Linked DNA regions of Mus musculus: region 1 is linked to region 2. A link is a contact called in public HiChIP or PLAC-seq data. All regions are on one chromosome and are shown on one strand. The core of a region is the stretch at or near the end of the contact, and the rest is flanking DNA. Distances in the headings are between cores, read along the strand shown.

Evidence for each region. HiChIP or PLAC-seq counts read pairs in DNA pulled down with a chosen protein or histone mark.
Region 1: an H3K27ac HiChIP or PLAC-seq map of microglia shows a contact between it and region 2, with 5 times the contacts expected there. The contact joins two enhancer-like sites. A contact is called at or near these places in 2 of 115 datasets of contacts at active chromatin or transcription factors (bone marrow-derived macrophages and microglia).

The regions. Positions count from the first base shown.
Region 1 is chr12:35,024,554-35,029,314 of GRCm38.p6, reverse strand. No RefSeq gene overlaps it. Among named protein-coding and RNA genes, the nearest start is that of Gm40385, 5.4 kb to the right of the region's middle. Within about 2 kb of position 3,199, at least 65 of the 459 cell types and tissues checked have an H3K27ac peak or open chromatin away from gene starts, as enhancers often do. A contact at or near this core is called in bone marrow-derived macrophages and microglia, where this site is marked.
Region 2 is chr12:34,484,060-34,489,099 of GRCm38.p6, reverse strand. All of the region lies in intron 4 of Hdac9 (histone deacetylase 9), which reads left to right. Among named protein-coding and RNA genes, the nearest start is that of Gm51984, 270 kb to the right of the region's middle. Within about 2 kb of position 2,944, at least 33 of the 459 cell types and tissues checked have an H3K27ac peak or open chromatin away from gene starts, as enhancers often do. A contact at or near this core is called in bone marrow-derived macrophages and microglia, where this site is marked.

The sequences.
Region 1 (4,761 bases), core at 1,950-4,449, 540 kb before region 2:
GAAGAGAAGAGGGGCTAGGTGGCGAGATAAAGAAATGTAGCTAAGACAGGCATTCTGATCAAAGCTCAATTTTACTGTTCCGCACGCAATTATAAAGCAGGGGAAGGGGGCCCGATTCCCGCCAATTAATCTTGGGGTCCAATAGCAGGGTGACCATGTGCACAGCTCCAAACAGCAAAGCGGCAGGTTCCAGCAGTGGGTATGGCAGAATGATTGAGCTGGCAAGCTCCACCCCTGAGCAAGCAGGTTTCAGGCTGGGGGAGGGGAGACGACAGCAAGTATGTTTTCTACCAGATGAAAATATGTCTCTGGAAAAAAAAAAAAAACTAAAATCATTACATTCAACCAAGAGGAACATAGTTCCCTGCTCTCTCTTGGCCCTGGAGCCTGCTGTCACTACTCACTATCTCCCCAGCCTGAAGAGCCACCATAATCTCACACTCAAAGATGAATCTCTGCCTCCTGACAACATGAACCCACTCTTTCCTATCTGCAGTGAGTCCTGACTAGTATAAAGCCCGGTGCGGTCAGGGGCATGCCTCGGTGTGCCTGCAAACTTCCCGAAACTGTACAAAACTTTGTGTGATTGATTTTAAGTGCATTTTTGCCCTGGAGCAGGGTTTGTGGCTACCATCCGATTCACGAAAGGACTATAAATCCATAATCTCTCACCAACGTTCACACGAATCAAAATAACCAAATAAATAGCTCTGTGTGCTAGAATTCTCTCAGCATCTTTTGCCCTCGTCCAGCAGTAACTACAGGCACCTGAGGATGATCTGAGTTTGTCTTCACCTGATTTCTTAACCTAGATTTGAGGCCTTCCTCAAAGTTTGAAATCCCAGAGGAACATTAGGTTTTTATTTGATCTTCTTTGCTTTCTTCACATTCTAGCCTATTTGTGTATGTGTAATATTTTTAGCACATCTCTCAAGAGATTCTAAAATAGGCATTTTTTCTATTCTCTGGATTTATGAAATTTTAAGTAAGATGAACATCTAACAAGAAATCGGTGTCTTTATTCCACTAAAACTTTAAAGAGTAGCTTCTGTGTATCCTTAGAAATAACTTGATATTAGGTATTAAAGTCCAATGAGGAGTCAGATGCAATGACACACCTCAGCTACCCTAGCACACTGAAAAAGGGGGCAGGAGGATGGCAACCTGGGGCAGACCTGCGTGTGCTATGCAGTGACACAAGTCTCAGTGATCTTCTACCCGTTTCCCAGATTTTTTACTATTACTTGAAAACAGACTTCTATGCTTAGAGGCCGAGTTATGAAATTGGAAGAATCATTATTGAAGAAAAATTAAAACCGGACTCAGTATGAGTGAGAAAATGGTAAAATATAAGAACCTATCTTGTTCTCTTGTGATGCTAGCTATCAAGCAGAAAAATAATTGAACTTGAAAAAGCAAAATAACATGCTCCCAACCATTCACATTCAATGCCTTTACTTCAGGAAAAGCTAAAGCAATTTCAGAGGGCGATTTTTGTCTGAAAAGTAATTTATTGCTTGGGTAAGCATGACACATGGGGCTTTGTGAGCCCTGCTCACCTGACTGGAGCAATATTATGCCAGCCTTTGTAGTTTGGGTTCACTATACCTAGTGCACTAAAAAGAATTCTTTGAATCTCCCTTGGAATATAATGCACACAATAGTATATAATATAGTGCTTTCATTTAAAGTAAATTTGTTTTAGAATTTAAAGTTTTTTTAGAACTAAAACTCTACCACCTCAGACCCAAGAGACAACATTATAAATAACCTAAAGTGAGCCCAAAATACTTAAGGCTTTTCACAGGAAGACAACTAGAGTAATAAGCACAGCTCCTGACAACCACAGGGAGGCTAAAGCTTGTAAAGCAACTGGCCCATTTTATGAAGAATTTTGCCACTTTCAATGTGTATGATTAGTTGAAACTTAGTGTCACGTCTTAAAAAAAATCACATAAGTCATTAAAAGTTGCCATCTGACGAGCATTAATTGCCACAAAGAAAGAAATTCTATCTTCAAGTCTACAACTGAAGCTTGTTCGTATGGGTGATCCAGCTTAGTTTGACTTATAAAGCTCTACTATTTTGCAGTATATTTGTCTTCATAAATCTCTCTTACTCTATTAGCTACTTTAATAGATAGATACGCTTAACAATAAAACCATATTGAAACATAGATGAAAGAGGCACAGAGAGAGAATAAGTCCTGTAGGTGTATGGGCACAGCAAGGTGAAGGAATTGGTCCCTTAGCATTCCTTACAGTACTCAAATCTTCCTTGTAGGCACTTGTGATAGGTTTGCTAACTAGCATGCTATTGGTTCAGCTCTTAAAGGGGAAAGTTAAATCCGGAGAAACACAGTTTGGAACAGTGCTATGTAAGTCACTGATTTTATCAGATGCTCACTCACTTGTAATTGTCTTCTACAAAATACCTTACGGTGACACAAGTATTGTCCTAAACAATGAAGTGTAAAACTGAGCTTAAGGCTGTAGTTGTCAACAGGTCTCACATGCTCACAAAGACAGAAGCTGTAAGCTTGGGGCCTGTGTGGGTCTATGCCAGGTCCTCTGCATACATGTTATGACTGTTAATTTAATGTTTCTGTGGGACTCCTAACAGTGAGAGCAGCTGTATCTCTGACTCTTTTGCCTGCCTTTGGGACTCTTTTCCTCTTATAGGGTTACTTTGTCCCCAGGCTCAATAGGAAGGCGTTTGCCTTGTCTTACTCTATCTTGTTTTGTCCTGTTTGACTGTCATCTCTTAGAGACCAGCTCTTTTCTGAAGAGGAAATGTATCTGAGGGTTTGGATCTGGGGGAGGGGTAAGTAAGGGGGGTGACTAGGAAGGGTGGTGGAAGGAAAATCGGTGGTTGGGGTATAAAAACAAATGTTAAAAAGCAAATGTTAAAAAACAAACACAGAAACCCTGAGTTTGTTACCAGCTATTCTTTTGTGACATGCAGATGGAGTTTGAGTGAACAATCCACAGATCTCCGTGGTAACTCATTACCCAAGGCTTTATGAGTACCAAGGCGTCTGTGAAACACATCATTCATGCCTAGATAACCCAGCAAAGAGTTAGAATGCTGTCACCTTTGTACTGTAGCAGAGAAAAGTATGAGCAAATGACACGCAATTTGCTAGGCTTAGTACAGTTTCCCAAGCATAGGGAAATAATCAACAAAAAGGGAAGTATGGCCAGGCATAGAGGAACATGCCTTTAACCCCTTCACTGGGTGGTGAGAGTTGAGAGAATGTCTCTGTGAGTGCAAAGCCAGTTGGTCTACATAGCCTGTTCCAGGCCCTTGCTTTCCGAAGTGGCTCATGGAGATGTGGGGTTCAACTCTCTAACACAAGGATTACAACTCTATACCATCAAGCCTGGCTTTGTTTTATGTGAGTGCTAGTAATCAAACTCAGGTTCTCACACTTGGGTAGTAAAGCACTTTTCCAAGGGAGCTACCCCTTTACCCCAGTAAATTTATAATTTTACTTAGATATAATAATTTAAACTAATGTAGACAGTGACTATTCATGAAAGCCAGTTTGGAATTGTTTATAAAGCAGAAGATGATAGACTTATATGATGCAATTTATAGGACGAGCACATTGTGAATGAGCTGTAGAAACATTGAACTTCAGGTAGAGATGCTACTGATCACATACTTGCCACACCACAGGGATTGCATGAGCACCGTTGCTTTTGAGGGCTTTGCCCTCTGTTAAAATGAACTTCCAGACTGAAAGGCCTGTCTTTGTATGCAGAGGTCCTACACAAAATGTGATGTGATGAATATTTGTGCAGTTGGTTAACTTACTGTTGAACAACAAGGAACTGTTCTCAGGTGAAAATTTACCTTCGAATCACTTCTCAAGGTTTGTATAAAACACATACCCAATCCTCACTCCCAAGTCTACACACAAGACTAGACTTTAAAAGTTCTACAAATTGGGAAACATTTCCATAGTACAATGTATATAGATATGGATATGGATATAGATTGGATATAGAAGTAGATACAGATACAGATACAGGTACAGATACAGATACAGGTACAGATACAGGTAAAGTTACAGGTACAGGTACAGGTACAGGTACAGATACAGATACAGATACAGATGATACAGATGATACAGATGATACAGACACAGACACAGACACAGACACAGACACAGACACAGACACAGACACAGACACAGACACAGACACAGACACAGACACAGACACAGACACAGGTACAGGTACAGGTACAGGTACAGGTACAGGTACAGGTACAGGTACAGGTACAGGTACAGGTACAGATACAGATACAGATGATACAGATGATACAGATGATACAGACACAGACACAGACACAGACACAGACACAGACACAGACACAGACACAGACACAGACACAGACACAGACACAGACACAGGTACAGGTACAGGTACAGGTACAGGTACAGGTACAGGTACAGGTACAGGTACAGATACAGATACAGATGATACAGATACAGATGATACAGATACAGATACAGATGATACAGATACAGATGATACAGATACAGATGATAGATACAGATACAGATAGATACAGATACAGATACAATATAGATAAAAAGTCCTGGAAGCAATGTTGGCAATGCCAGGAACAAGGCAAGGGTGGCAATTAGCTTCATGGCTACTCAACTAGAATTGGAGTCTTTAGATAATTCAATCCAAACAGAGACAATAAAAAGTATAAGACTTGGAAAAGAGCAAAACTCTAGTTACAGAT
Region 2 (5,040 bases), core at 1,695-4,194:
TACAATGACAGATCCCTTATAAGTAAGAAAATGGAGTGAAAGGAAATAAAGGGTCTCTGTTGCTTCCATGTTCTTGTGTAAGCACAGCTTAATACCTTGTACCTCCCTAGCTCTGCAATTCTGTTGTTGGATACACACACACACACACACACACACACACACACATATATATATATATATAATCAGCTACCTAATCTCTTATTAGTAACAAATGCCAACAAGGTATGTATAGAAATCATGTTTGAAACAATATGTGCATATTCCTATGTGTGCACCTGATGAGCTTCATTTTGATATCTCATTTAGGGATTAAGGATCAAAGTATAAGGCAATATATATATATATATATATATATATATATATATATATATATGTATATATATACATATATATATATATATAAAATCATACACACACATATACATACATAAATATTGTATATGTTGATGTCAATTTCAGTACAAAAGATAAAAGATATATTTAAAAAGTTGATGTATGATAAAATATGAACTCTTTTTATTGTTAGAATCTGGTGATTAAAAAAACAAATATATAATAGATCTTTAATAGATCATAGCCTCATTTCAAAGAACTAAAAATAGTTTAATATTGAGCTTTTAAATTCTCCCTGAATTCATATCAATTTGATAGCTGTTACTATAATTATAACCTCAAGTCCTTTGAGAGATTAAATGTAGAGCCTTTCTTAGATTCCCAGGGCTGATGAATAAGGATACCCATTATTCTTATGGACTTGATGTGCTTGCAGGGATGATTTTAATGGTTGTGTGATGGCATTAAGGTTTGTGATGGACATTTTTGAGTTGCTTGACAAGTGATGTGTTCATATCCACACACATTCATCTCTTTAGTGATAGTCCATCCTCAACTCAGCTGCCCTGTCTCCTCCTATTAGTAACAAATGCCATAACAACGGATGTGTTAGAAACATCCTGGAAACTGCATTGCCTAGAGTTTACAAGTGCTCCTCTGGGGTAAGCCTGTCAACTCATTAAGCAAGCAAGCGTTTGTTTCTATGTCATAACCATGCTCACAACCAAGCACCAATTTTGAACTTTATATTCCAAATACACAGTACTTGTCAAACAAAGCAGAAGAAAATATGAGGAAAGTAAGCAGTGGACACTGAATCATCAAGTAGAAATGATAAACACAGAAGCTCAAATTCCAAGCAGAGACTTCTAGCCAAAGCTTTAGGTGCCTTGCCCAGATCTCCATGGCCATGCCTTTAAAGGCTTCCCCAGGGAGGGGCTCTTGTGGCCATTGATTGCCTTGCCTTAGGCCTTCTACTCTACTGAAATTCCTGTGTTTGTACTGTGAGGTTTTTGTTTTAAGAGAGAATGAATGCTAACTGGAAGAAGAAGCCTGCTCCCCAAACTGTCGGGAGCTGATTCTGCCTATCCTCTTGACATCAGTGAAGTGTAAGTGTTCTTCACAGGGTGATGCGCAGAGAACACCTGAGCAATGGCACCCCAGTTCTACACGAGCTTTCTTGCTTGCCTTCCTGTGATCTCTCATTTGTCTTCTTCAGTACTTGTGTTTCTCAGATTCGGCTCCTCAATAAACAGTTACATTTTAAACTTGGAATAGGAGGATCTAAACAAAGAAAGCACTATTTTGTTTGGGGATGCATTTATATACTTGTAGGTACCAAAAGTAAAATATTCAACTTCCAGTATGGCCTACAGTCAGTGAGGAAACGTTACATTGTCATATATTCTGTTTATGACTCCAAGAACTATGTGTCTATTCAAGAAAAAAATGTGCTTAAAATAGCTAATATCTAACAGTTCCAGCGTTTGACCTTTCCTCATGTGGAAATTTAAACCATATTGAGTGATTCATCTGATTAAAATTCCGGGCATCCAAGATGCTATTGTGCTAATGAAAACATATGTGTGAGTGTTAAAGTATTTTGAGGCAATAAGAGATCATTAGCCTAATAGTGTTCAGGCAAAGCCCTCCCCAAGTCTCAGTAAAGTTATAATGGTATGATTGTGGAGGTATTAATAAAGTTAATTGTAGTTACTACACCCATAGACTAGAGAATCCTCCAACAACCGAAAATATTACTTATCTAAAGGGCTGCACACATATTCTGGGTATGTTAATGCATTAACCCGAAAAGTATAACCTCACTGCTAATGGATTCCCCATAATCCTAACCCTCCTGACACCGTGGAAAATATGGAACATATTTGCTCCCCTCTGTTGCAGCAGTTTAACTAAAGGGATGATCGTAGGGGAAACATCTTCATTGTAACGAGTAAGCATGCACATCCATATGTCTCCTTTTTATGTCTCACTTTGTCACTTAAAACAGTAAAGGTGACTAAGGAGTAAACTCTGAGCAGGAGGAAGAGAAGTGGAAATCTAAGTAATAAACCTTGTGGTCTTGCTAAAGGAATCGAAATAAATGGCAAAACCTGGTCCATGGAAAACTGCCCCTGACAGTTGAGGGCCTGGTACCCTGGCTAGGCGAGGTGAGGTAAGAAAGAACAAACACTCCTTCAATGGAAGTAAGATCAGGTGGGTCTTGTTTTCTCCAGGACTCCCACAACCTGGAACTTCAGTTTATTACGTGAAGCCCAGCAGGAGGTATTAGCTAGTCAGGGCATGAGTTCTCTGTAGGTGAACAGTCTGAGACTATAAATAACCAGGAGGAGGAAGCTGTAGTCACTAGTCTTTTCACACACTGATCAATTATTTATAAACACTCACAATCACACTCCCAAGGAAAGCCCTTCCATCCCTCTTAAGTGTGGTCCATATGGGTTAGTGGATTTACCTGCTTACCATGGGGCAAACAGAGTCCTTGGCAGGCCATGCTCATGTCAAAACACATTCATGTAGGACCTCATTCACAAGAGGCCTCTTCTGCTCGCTACAGAGCAGTTAGAAGAGGAAGAAGACAGTGTCTCAGTGGCCGAGGCCAGGGCAAGGCAGCAGGCTTGAGGAAGTTAGAAGACTGAGCAGACTGTGGGTCAGTAGGTTTGTCCCTAATATTTATTTCAGTGGTTGGGCTCATCATGCCCAAGTCTACAATAAAATTACATACTCACTAAAAGGCCACTAAAAGGTAATTGAATTTATTTTTATAGATAACAAAATCGGGGGATGTTAAAAATTCTTATCAACATCAGGATCAATGCCAAGAGTTCTTTGCCTCTAGTGTTACCTGAATAAAGGTGAAAATGAAAAAAACTTAAAATGGCAAATTAAAGCCAAAGCAGCCATGAAGATGGGAAGCCCTGGAAAACCATCCAGATATAGGATCTTGTAAAGGCAGTGCAAAACCAGGCTGAGTTAAACTGTATAGCCAGATGCTATGACAGTGCCAATGGAACTAATGGCTGAGAAATTCTTCTGTGTCCATAGACATCCTAACTCTTAAAATTACCTGGTGCTTCAACACGAGCATCTCAGCTCTAGTCGAAGAGCAGAGAGGAGGACTACCATGTTTTCTATGGCCTGGGTCAGCGGGCCATATATTGTCCATCCACAGTCCTCACAGAGAGTTCTTTGCCTCTAGTGTCACCCTGATCTATTCTGCACATACTGAATCATGTTCTTAATCTGCAACAAGCCTCTCATGTGTTAACAGATGGAAAATACACCTTCCTCTCATATTCTAACACTTGTCTACCATGTCCCACTCTACCTCCTTGTAGTGTTAGGGTTCGGCCTCCAAGTGTGTCTTCCCGCCCAGCAGTGACTTTCATCTTCTCCTGGGACCTCAATTTTCATTCTGTCCTCTCCCGGATCCTGGTGATATCCTGGTGATATGTATACACACACATATATATATCTGTGCTGTCTAAAATCCCCAGTAATGGCAGATTCTGTCCATTTCCTAATATCTACACAGCACAGCCACATCCTTCAGAAGTAAGAACACTACTTTAAGCATGTTCTTATACTGAAGTTGGCACCTATAAGTTGACTACTCAAAAAACAATGACAAGAATGTATTGCTTTGCTTCTGGTGGCATTTGTTTTGAGGTTAGGGAGAGGTATTCTGGGAGGAAAGAGCATACATTTGCATGCGTTTGCACTCAGATACTCATAGGCTTGAACTGTAGTCCTGCACTTAGTAACTGATAGCTACTAACTTCATCTGAGCCTCAATGCCACATGGGATCAGATTGATACATCATGTCGCACATGTGCTATGGCAGATGGAAAACACCTTTCTCATGAAGATTTTGATGTTCTTGAGGATGTCAATAAATTCCACTTGCAGGAGTATGGTCATAGTAGTGCCTTAAAATTTAGTCACTCGCTTCCAGTGATTAGCCCATAGAAAAGCAAAATTCATCATGTAATGGTGGGAGAAGGTGGCAGATGTTTTAGCAAGTGCCAGAAGCCTGTGTGTCTACAGTGGTTGTATGGCATGGTGAGATGGACACTTTCTCTCAGCCCTTGCCTTTGTGAAATTCCCTTCTTCGGTCCCCTTATGAAGAAACAATCATACAAATGCCATCTTAGCAAAATTCATTAAAATGCTTGAAGAGAAACGTGCACAAAGCATGAAGGACATTTAAACCAAGGCTGACAACATTGTTAGAGGAGCAGCTCCAGACAGACGTGGCCAGCAGGTACACACTAGACACAGAGTGCCTCTGGCAGCAGTGTAACATTCCTGTGGATTTAAATAAGTTCTGGAAGTCACTAAAGAACATTATAACAATGTTAGTTTCTAATGCTGGCAAACTCTGTGAGGTGCTAACATTAAGTCACTGTAAAGTGTAAGGGGACAGATTGTGATAAGTTGGACATTCACCTAACATCCCAATTTATTACGTTCATAGTAATTGTTCATTTAAGCCTATATTGGGGGGCTGGTGAGATGGCTCAATGGGTAAGGGCACCCGACTGCTCTTCCAAAGGTCAGGAGTTCAAATCCCAGCAACCACATGGTGGCTCACAACCACCTGATCATGAGATCTGACTCCCTCTTCTGGAGTGTCTGAAGACAGCTACAGTGTACTTACATATAATAAATAAAAAAATAAAATA